3 separate regions of the Zea mays genome follow, and all the other regions are linked to region 1. Evidence: chromatin contacts called from public Hi-C data. All regions are on one chromosome and are shown on one strand. The core of a region is the stretch at or near the end of the contact, and the rest is flanking DNA. Distances in the headings are between cores, read along the strand shown. Region 1 holds the start of LOC100284905. Region 2 holds the start of LOC100382452. Region 3 holds the start of LOC100281098 (kelch motif family protein).

The links. Hi-C and Micro-C count contacts between places; a contact is called where the count stands out from the background.
Region 2: a contact with region 1 is called in a Hi-C map of leaf, with 7 times the contacts expected there. The contact joins the promoter of LOC100382452 here to the promoter of LOC100284905 in region 1. A contact is called at or near these places in 3 of 25 Hi-C or Micro-C datasets (bundle sheath, endosperm and leaf).
Region 3: a Hi-C map of leaf shows a contact between it and region 1, with 2.2 times the contacts expected there. The contact joins the promoter of LOC100281098 here to the promoter of LOC100284905 in region 1. A contact is called at or near these places in 2 of 25 Hi-C or Micro-C datasets (endosperm and leaf).

What each region holds. Positions count from the first base shown.
Region 1 is chr1:14,103,042-14,106,655 of Zm-B73-REFERENCE-NAM-5.0, forward strand. LOC100284905 reads right to left here and starts at 1,537. Exons shown (of 3, transcript NM_001157800.2): 1 at 1,299-1,537; 2 at 530-898; 3 at 1-425. The coding sequence starts at 1,421. It also overlaps the pseudogene LOC109942743.
Region 2 is chr1:13,804,260-13,807,891 of Zm-B73-REFERENCE-NAM-5.0, forward strand. It overlaps LOC100382452, which reads right to left and starts at 1,437. Exons shown (of 19, transcript NM_001175193.1): 1 at 1,316-1,437; 2 at 865-960; 3 at 653-765; 4 at 458-524; 5 at 270-362. The coding sequence starts at 1,399.
Region 3 is chr1:14,505,468-14,508,914 of Zm-B73-REFERENCE-NAM-5.0, forward strand. LOC100281098 (kelch motif family protein) reads left to right here and starts at 1,592. Exons shown (of 2, transcript NM_001154017.2): 1 at 1,592-1,886; 2 at 3,290-3,447. The coding sequence starts at 1,821. LOC100282834 (PP2Ac-5 - Phosphatase 2A isoform 5 belonging to family 2) reads right to left here and starts at 1,210. Exons shown (of 11, transcript NM_001155740.1): 1 at 991-1,210; 2 at 221-277. The coding sequence starts at 1,083.

The DNA of each region.
Region 1 (3,614 bases), core at 287-2,786:
TCAAAGACCGGCAGCCTCCTGCTCTTCTTCCGGTACGGCACCGCCACGTCGAGCAAAGCCAGCATCTGGTTCTCGACCCAGTCATCGTCGTCGCTCTCGCTCCCGCTCCCGCTCTTATCCGCCGGGCGTCGTCGTCCGTCACCGCCGCCACCGCCCGGCCACGTCGTATGCGCCATGATCCGGGCCAGCAGCTCCTCCACTTTCCGGACGATCTTGCCGTCCTGCTGGTCGCGGGCCTGCAGGTACCTCCCGGCGAGCACGTCGGCGAGGACGAGCTCGGCGTCGGCGAGCCGGGCCTGCTCGATGAGGCAGAGGGCGAGGTTGCACGCCTTGTTGGCGTCCGGGTCGATCATCTGCGCCTTCCGGTACACCACCTCCGCCGCCATGAAGTTGCGCTGCTGCATGTACGCCCACGCGAGGTTGCCCTGCATTGCATGCATGTCCGGCGAAGCTTATTAGCTATGCCACGCACTGGACGTGTGGACTCTGGAACAGGCTGGGGTCTGGGGACCGCCGCATGCACACGCACCAGGACGCGCGATGTCTCTTGCTTGACGGAGACGTGGATCTTGCGGCCGTGCGAGCGGGCGCGCTTGGTGGTCCTGCCATGGAACGCCTCGCCGAGGTAGATCTTGCGGAGCTTCTGCTTGAGCAGCTCGATCTCCTCCTTGGTCCGCCCGCTGGCCTTGTAGAGGTCCAGGAGGATGTTGTCCAGCGGCTCCTGGGACTGCTTCGGGCACAGGTGCCGCAGCGACCTGATGGCGTCGATGGCCTCCGCCAGGTACCCGCGCTGCTTCATCACCACCGCCATGTCCTTGAGCGCGCTGTCCAACTTGTCGCCCGCGCTGATCGCCTTCCAGAACCACGCGATCGACGCGTCCAGGTCCTTCTCCACCAGCTTAATTATTCGATCATCACAGCAACGGTATTAATAATAAATAATTTAAAAGTTCATTTCAATCAGATCACTCCGTTCCAAATTATTGTGAGTCGTTTTGCCTTTTTCTCTCTCTCTAGATCACTAGTAAATAAATGATGTTGCTAAATTTTACTCGGTAATAGAAAATTCAGAAATGCCTATAGATCTCAAGCTAATACTGTTAGTAATTGTGATTATTTGTGTGAAATTAACTTAATCACCAGATTATACAGATCTAACCAATAATGAGACCTAGAATCAAGCTAGAACAACCATCCGTCGACAGCAAAAAAATAAAAAAATAAAAAAACAGTTATGAGCATGCTGAGCTAACAGCTAATGATTGGTAATCTAGATCCTAATTGATGGAGGCTTTTACCTGGAAGTGCTTGGCCCTCGCGTAAGGCCCGTCGCCGGGCGGGATCTTGTGCGCGACGTGCGGCGAGGTCGGGCTCGCCGGCTGAGCCACCGCTGCCATGGCGACAAGTTGATGATTATCCATGCCTCTTCCTACTAGCTCCTCCTCCGGCTATCTAGCTCTAGCTAGAGCTAATGCTGAACCTTCTCCCGGATCGATGCTTCATCACCAAAGACGTACGGTCAGACGAGACGGCGAGGAGGCGGACCTGTCCCTGTTTATAATAACCCGCTGCAGCGTGTTATCCAAGTGCCCCACCAGACTGCCCGGGCAGCGCACGAGACCGGGAAGCCGTCCAGGTTCAGTCAGTGTGGTCGGGCCGGGGCATGCATACCTGGGCAAGTTCATCTGGACGTGTCCTGTAGCTGGTTGCCCCGACTGGCCCCCTGATGATAAGTGATAAGAACCGACCGCTTCGCGGCTTCGCGTCACGTAAAAGATGGACGTGGCACTCGGCTACTGGTGACTGGAGTGGAGCGAGAGTGATCCGTCCAGGCTCGTCAATCAGCTTCCTGCGTGCGTGACTGCGCCCACCCTCAGACAGCTCACACCAAAAGTTCATACTGCATAAGACGCCTACACCAAACAAAGTTTTAGTGTTTAAGGTAAAGTAGGTATTAATAAACAGGAAAAAAAAGAGGAACAAACAAATTGGTTTCTGTTCTATTTTACATGCATAAGACGCCTACACCAAACCATACTCGAGTCTCATGCCCCAAGGTTGACGTAAATACACCACCGAACCCCACGGTCCAGCAGCACTTATGTAGCTTGATAGTGTTCATCATTGTTAACTCTGTTAGGATATAATCTTAAATTCTAAGCTTGAGCATGCTTCTTACAATTAGCAAAGAGGACCAACCATTTAGGTGTCTCAATCATGCTAGATCGACTAAACAAAATAGAGTGCCAAGTCAAACTACTCGTGCTGATGGTCAGGTAGTCATGACTATATGCATAAACCATACTGGTAATTTAGAAAGCAATCACTTTTCAGTTCTAAAGCCAAATAACCAAAACAAGGCATATTACAGAGTCCCAAATCATCAAATGTTGTTCCCAAAATCAGCCACTTTTCATTTTTGTAATCAGCAAACAACAACACAGATATAAAATGAAACACATAAAGTAGACGGAAGTAAGAGGCAGTATACAATCTTGAAGTCTTCATTCTGAAATCTGAACTTCATGTATCTTCACTCTGATGAAGTAAAGAACAATGGTACAGAGGTGCAGACACTTCTCAATTAGGACTAAACTTGTCCTTTAAAGGCCAAAACCACTTTTAAATCCCATAATCCACAAGTGGCTACTCTAATGCATGATGCAATTTAAAACTGACTAAAAGGAGTAACAACTGCAGCCAAAAGCATAAATCTTCTTCGTTAAATCACATGTTGAGTCACCACTGTGGAAGCAAGTCAAGAAAAATAATAATAAATGGACAGCACATGGATACTCAAGAGCCTCATTGAGTCGGTACTGTTCATGTTGGCACCTGCTTGTGCTTGAGCAGGAAAATTCAGGCTTGAAAAATAGGCAGTTACCATCTGGGCTATGAACCATCAGATGCAATTTGGTGCATGACTAGAATGTTGAATCAACAGACTCGTGATGAATGATTTCACAAAGTTGGTACAGAAAGAAGCAATCAAATAGATGCTGCCATGTTAGATAAATTCCAAAGCACCAAGTACATTTCCTCCTTATAATGATATGAGCAACCTCCCTTCACAAACTCATGTATTTCTCCATCCACTTCAATCACACTCCGTCCAATATCCTTTCTCATCCCCTCATCACATATCATTTTCCTAATCCTCAAAACATCACCCCACATTGCTTCATCAGCATATATATTTGATAGAAAAACAGACTCCAGAATCAGCTCCAAGATTTGCAAGACGTTCCATTTATAACTCAGCCAGCTCAACGCAAATGTCCAGCACGGCCAAGTAGATCAACCAATTCTACCTCGGGATCTATCCCAAAATCATTTTTCATTCTGTGAAATATTTCTAAACCCTCTGAGATCAAGCCAGCATGTGTGCAAGCAATCAGAATGACAAGTACACTAAGATCGTCCACTGCAACCTTTTCTGCCTCCACTCGATGAAACAGCATGACAGCATCCAGACCATAACCATGAGTTGCAAGTCCAACGACATCCAGACCACATCATCAGATAGCACTTCTCCAAGCAAGAGTGAAGCCATCTTACTTGCTCCAAAGCGCCCAGCTGAGCACTAGCACTGACAGCCCCCACGGCAACGACCT
Region 2 (3,632 bases), core at 187-2,686, 300 kb before region 1:
ACAAGCAAATCAAGATGTATCAACTAGATATCACTATCCATCAGACGCTACTCCAGTTTCACACTTGTATCAAGGATTCAAGGTGTAACAGCACAAACTAGCAAGAGCGATGACTTGTGAATTTGCTAATACCAATAGTTAAAAAACTTGAAGAGAATTAAGCTATTAACATGATGTACTAGAAGATTAGGGGCAACTGTTTATCCCCATATGCAGTAACTGAACCCTAAACCTTTGCACCAAACCTAAGGAAAAAAGATTATACTTGCCTGAGAGAGGATAATTGGGCCACCTTGGGATGCAAAGAGGTTTTCGCTCTTCATCATTCCAACAATTTTCTCAGTGAAACCCTGCATTGCCGTCTGCACAAACAGAGAGCAGCATTACAACGATGACAAAAGAAAAGTTACCTCCAACTAGATCCAGAAATGTTGGTGAGGTGATTTCACTGACCGACCTTGAAAGGTTCGTTGTCTGTCCTGAAGCTGATGCCTGGTACATACTTCAACCAAACTGGGAAGCCACTACGAAATTGCATGCATCGCAACAGAAGTCAATCAACAGGAGTGGTGCATGCATACATATACACCAAAACCGGAAACGGTAATACTCCGTTTTATCGCAGAAGTGGTTTCAAGAAATGGGGAAATACCCGAAGTTCCACTCGCCGCAGATGTAGGGGCCGATGCGGAGATGTACAAACAGGCCGGCCTTCTGGACCGTCTTTACGAACCTGACCAAATCGTACCTCTCTTCGAAATAGTACTGCGCGAAGCGAAAAAAAAAACCATCCGAATCCTGTATGAGTTAATGATGACAGCTGCTGAATGGAACTGGAAGAGCAGAGGTGTAAAATTTCTCTACATTTCCAGGCGTAGGCTCATGTCCGTTCCAAAAGACATAGGTCTGAATCACATCCAAGCCTCCATCTTTAGCCTTCTGAATCAGTCCTTCCCACATCTGATGGAAAAGAAACACAATAAGGACCCGCTTCAGAACCAATAGACTCTAGGGATGTGCTCAGGGAGCCTCTGTGCTCGTATGGAATTGTTCATGCGGGCACGGAGACTCGTGTGGGCACAGCATATGTTCACGTACTCTTAAGAAAATACCACAAAACCAACCCAGATTTTTTTTCGTCGGAAACTTTTTTTAGCTTAGAATACAGGATTATCCAAACGCTGTGCAAGGAAGAACCAAGCAACATGGTTGGTTGCTTGAGAAAAAAAAACACACTAAGAAAGGGGAAAGGTAGTGGCGTAGTGCAAGAGAAAATGTGAAACCCCCTTTGTTAACCCCCATCCAATAAACTAACCGTGGAATAAAGAGGGACGGCTAAAGTAGGAAAGCAATTTGCTTTTGATAGCATTGCATCAAGAACACAGCTGACCACAGCCATGAACTCCCCGCCGCCCCGGGGAAGAAGGGGGGAAAAAAAGAAGGAGAGGTTTTGAAGAATGCAGCTTATTACATCAGGGGTGCTCCTGGGGTAGTGTATGGATCCGGAGAAGAGAATCCGCCTCTGCCCATCAATGAGCACCGCCTTCTTGTCGTACGTGACCGCGCATTCCACCACGGCGGCCGCCAGAACGGCCACCACCGCCACTGCGCAGCCCAGCAGGGCGGCCGGCCACCACCTCCCCATGGCCAAACTCCCCGCTCCGAGAAGGCGGTCAAAGAGGAAGACCACAGCACAGCACACCGGGTGCGCGAGAGACTCTGTGTGGTCTTCACACACTGGTCTTCCAGCACGGCAGCACCACCTCCTCCCCCTCCGCCCTCAGACCTGCAGCCCCCCCCGCCCCTTGTTTTTTGTTGCTGCCCTTCTTCTTGGATTCTAGGATTCTTTGGGCGGGTTCTTGGGAGAGGGCGACAGTGGGAGTACCTGCTCGGCTCCACTGCAGCTTTTGGCGTATGGCGTGCTATTATAATGGCTGTGCTGCCTCCTGTCCTGACTCCTCCCACCCAGGCCCTACAACAAGTGGGAGAAGACGGAGGAAAGAGAAAAGACGGGTGGAAAAAAAAAAGAGACTGTGGGAAGCCGCGGCCCGTGTGTCTCTGTAGTCTATGTACGGTGGCAGAGGCAGTGAGGCACCGCGCACCGGTCACCGCCTCACCGCCACCGGTGGTGGGGAGCAGGAGCGGTACGAAAGATGGCAGCTCATCACGCTAGCTGCTGGGTGGCTGCCCATGGCCCCTCTTCTCTTGCGACTGCGATCTAGGCGAGATGGCTAATCTTATGTGACAGTAGGGTCTTGCGCTCGTCTTTCCGTGGCAAACTTCGTACGAACCTGCTCTGAGCCGTGAGCACTAGTTGAAACTGTTTCCCAAGGTAGGAGTCAAGTCAAAGCAGCAACGGAAGAAGTTATTGAAGCTCGGTTTTTTTTTCTACCTGCAGGCAGCTGGTTGGCATCATTGATACATGAGGGTCGTGTGGATCGTCAACTGCAGTCTCGTCTCGTCACTCCTATTTCTGTGCTAGTGCCGACGACAGCGACAGGTTAGTTACATACGCCAGCCATGCCGGTAGTACGGTAACTAGAAACGGGATGGGGTTCTCTGGGAGATGCGCGATGCAAGGCTTCAAGTGAGCGGTTCGCTTCAATAGGAGGGAGGGAGTACGGTGTGTGCCGATGCTGTAATAAACGAGCAGGCATAGCACATGCCATTGAAGTCGGTCGGCGGGCGGGCATGCAGCATCGTCGTGAGGCAGAGCAGAGCAGAGCAGAGCAGGAGCTGGAAACCACCTCGGTGCCATTCGTTTCTTCTTCCACCTCTAGGCTCTAGTTGTCCTATATATGCGTGATCCTTTTGCTGAGACTGGCCAACAAAAAGAGTGAAAGCCTGTGCTTGTGCGACGTGTGTGAGCGAGCGTCCAAGATGATGAGAGGACACCACGTCGTCGGTCTATCTGCGTAGTGCACCAAGGCCAAGAGTGTTCCAAGGAAGAACCGTGCAGGCGGTGCTTGAGCGTGACCGCTCCTTTTGGTTTGCACGCGTTCGGAGACTCGACTGGAGACCGGGGACGAGACCTTTACCGTGAGTCCGTCCGTGACATGGGCGATGGGTCTGATCTGAGCGCATACGGCGGCTCATCTCTGTCGCCTGCGACCTGCCCACGTACGTACGTACGTACGTATCTCATCCGAGCCAAGCGGTGCCTGGACCACGGTAGCTGACGCGACCTCACACTAGCTAGCTTGGCTACGTGCCAGTGCCACGCCACTAGCTAGTCTACTCCCCATTTTCCGATTTCGGAGAAGAGGACACAGTCAGGATGTGAGAATTACTAATAAAAATGCTAGTGACGGCCGATCCATCCTGCGATCCCGATGGGACCATGAATTGGATTGATTTGATAGATGCAATATTCATAATATTGAATTGATTCAGTATTATCGGAATGCAAGTCTTCTCCTTGAATTTACAAGATACCCCTTTTTTCTCTCCATGGGATTGATTACATCCCTGAGTTATTGTGAAAAAATAAATAAATAAATAAAGAGGTTATGGAAGTATATATTCTCGCATTTATTGCTAACGGGCCGGTGAAAAGTGCTCGGAGTGGAACAGAATAGGGGATGGAACGGGACAGCCAAATACGCCAAGATGAGGCGAGTTCTCTCACGCGT
Region 3 (3,447 bases), core at 342-2,841, 400 kb after region 1:
AATCATAACATCATTGATACATAGTACGACAATAAGGGCCAACCAAAATGGAGCATCACAATAAACATTAAACAATGTTCTTCATTCGATGCAATGGCAAACATTATACTACTAGTTCAACAGCATTTGGAACAATCAATATAGGTACCTCCTACACCTAGAGTGAAACTGTGAAAAATACCCAGCCATCAGTGAGAGGTAAACTGCCAGCACAGCTTACCTGAACGTTGCTTTCCTCCATCAATATCTCCTTGGCCTTCTCGCACAGGGCCTTAACCTGAAATATGTGGGAGTCATTATGCCGATTCCAATAATGTTAGTCCTGCACATCTATGCACCAAGTATCCCTTCTTTTGGCCAAGCGGAAACATAGCACGCAACCACCAAATAAGCATTGTTTTCAAGTCTGGCTGGCCGATTTGGATGATTAATCATTTAATCGTGATTAATCACTATTAGTCGCACAACTTGGGCGATTAATCGCGATTGGTTTGGGTCCAAACCGACTTGAACGATTAATCGTGATTAGTTGGACGACTTGAAAACAGAGCAAATAAGTGTTTGTACTATCACACCCTAAATATTTGTCTGAGTTTGATTAAATTGGAAGATCACAATAGATGCAGCTTTCCATTTTTGTGCTACTTTTCTGCGAGAACAAAAGGAGATCTATTAACACGAATCAAATCTGAATCACAACATTCGGAATGATTCGAAGCTGCACTCTCTAGGCACAAACTACACACTAGACCATCACTCTATGCCAACGAATCACCAGATACCAAAAGAGGTTCAAATATCCCCCAAACCACCGGAACACCGGATCACACTTCCAACCAAACAGTGCACCGAAGAGAAGGCGAGAAACCCTAAGCGTGCCCTTGCAACAGATCAAAGGCAGTCTTATCATTCGGCAGATCACACCGCGAAATACAAACCAGCGAACTGGAAACCCGAATGGAACGGGGGTATAGCTGGACTGGATCTCACCTCCTGCTCGGCGAGCGGGCGGCACTGCATCAGCTGCTCGATCTGCGCGTCAAGGCCGCCGCAGCCGCCGTTGTCTACGTTCATGGGATCCATACCGCGGCCGCGTCTTCGATACGAGAAACCAGCTCGAGCTCGAGCTCAAGCTCGTCGCCGGCGGCGAGGCGGCGAGAGAGCGCGCGCGGGGCACTAGACTGACAGAGTGGGGAAGGAAATCGGGGAGGGGGGATCCGAGAAAGAGGCTGGAGAGATTGATCGGGAAGCCCGCTCGCCAGGTGGGCCTCCCTGCTCCACATATGGGCCCGCTCGCTCCATGCCGCGTGCGCCGTGGCAAGTGGTTCGGAGTTGGTCGGTGTATGGGTCCACGCTGTCAGTGGGCCAGATCATTGTGGGCAACGTGGAGCGAGGACCGAAAGATGAAGGTCACCCGGGGCCCACAGGACCCCACCTGTCAGGGCGTTGTGTCGTGAGTTAGAATGGGTCACTGACTTGGTGGTCCCGTCTTTCATGGGGCCATCTTTCAGTCACATCTTGTGCCGAGAGGACTCCGGTAACGGGCCCACGAGTCGGAGGTGAAGTTCATCTGCGGTCTGCCGACCAAATTGAGCTTGCGACTGCAAACCAATCCCTAGTGCCTAGTCGCCTGATCTGGGGAGAACGCATCTGAGACTGATTTTCGAGTCAAAGCTACTGCTCGTTTGAAGGGGAGCCACCTGTGCGGTTGCGCTCCTCTTTGCTCGTTGGGTTTTGGTTCAAGAGGGGGAAACCTTCGTGGAGACTGAAGAGGAAGGCCAAGTTCGAGGGTGTTCCTCGTCCACTCTTCTCGATCCGCAATGCGTGCGGCCGCCGGAGACGCCCCGCCGCGGCGTGCGGGGGGTATCCGCGTCCGTGTCCCACTGGTGAGCTCGGCTCCACTCCCACCTTTCTTGGCCTCGATTAGCACGCGCGCCTCCTAGCTGCGAGAGATGTAGGTTAGCTCACAGATGGTGGTTCCTGTGCCAAACGCGCCACCTTTCACTTGAGGCCTAGACCTTTCTTCTTGAATCTGGCGTTCTTGTGCGTAAGGCTTGGAGGATTACGAGCTTTGGGGATTGTTGGAACTTGGATGTCTCGGTTTGGGTCCTTTAGGGCTTGGTTTGGGAGTCTAGATCCAGTTGTCCATGGAACGCATCTTCTAGCGGTTAGTTTCCTTACTGTTTTTGCCTTGAGTATTGTTAGCTGCGGCGTGGATATGCCACTTTATTGTTAAGGAACCAAATGAGTATCACTATAACATCTACTGCATTTTATATTGGCCCCACTTGCCACGAAGTCGTCCTCAGTTTAGTAACAACGGACTGAACTTAGAAAATTTCTAGCTACTAGCTAAGATAGTCTCATTGCCCTATCTATACTCTAGACTGCTCATGAGCCACAGGTCTTAAATCTTTAGTTAAAAATGATGTCTATAAAAAAGTGGCAGACCCAATGCCGGAGGTCTGCAGAAGGGATAAACCGAGGCAAACCTTCTCTCATAAATTGCGAAGATATTGCTTTGAATCTGTGATCTGATGCAATGAGACAGCTCTCACCACTACACTAGGTCTGCCCTTCTTTAGGAAATAGGAATCATGTCTTCACATGGAGTTTTTAAGGACAGAAGACATTTCATATACGATTGAAATTATAAATGGTAACAATTATATGGACTCGCAAGTCGCGGCGGTGGCGGCACGCAGGGAGAAGAGAGATGTGGGGAGGGAGAAGGAGAGCTGGGGGGGGAAGGAGAAGGAGAACCAGGTGGCTGAGGGGATCGTACGGCTGAGAGGGAAGTTGCAGTGGCTATCTAGATGGAGGCTGAGGGAGGTATGACCTAACCCTAAAATTGTTGGGCTGTGGTGGGCCAATTAGTTGTGGGCTTCTTTATTTTTCTTTTTTCCTTTTCATATGTTTTCTCTTCTACTAGGCTGAAATGGGCCTACTAGGCCTTAGGTGCTCGCCTTAACGCTTTAATAACTATGGTCCGGAACTGAAGCTGAACCCCCTGAATCAAATCCCAGATTTTGAAATACTCACTGCTGAATGATCTGTTCCCTCGATTTTGTATGTTGAAACTCCCAAGATAGATAGTTTCAAGCATGGTTAGTTTTCTAGCACTAACTGTCTGAATCTCATCTGCATAACATCTTACTAGTAGGTGGACAAGAATTTGTTTCATTGGTAATTTCATGCCCAGCTAAAAGTATGGTTTTTTTATTTTTATCTCCTTTTTCCATGTTCAGGTGAATATTAGCGTTCTAACTTGGTAAATCAATAACTGCAGGTAGAGTCTGTCTCCTGCCACTGCAGGGTAGATGGAGGTCTTAAAACCGTTGTAAGTGCTAGGAAGTTTGTCCCCGGTGCAAAGCTGTGCATGCAACCTGATATCATACCAAACAAGCGCAAGTCAAGGAGCTCACGCAAGGAGAGATCCAAAACTCA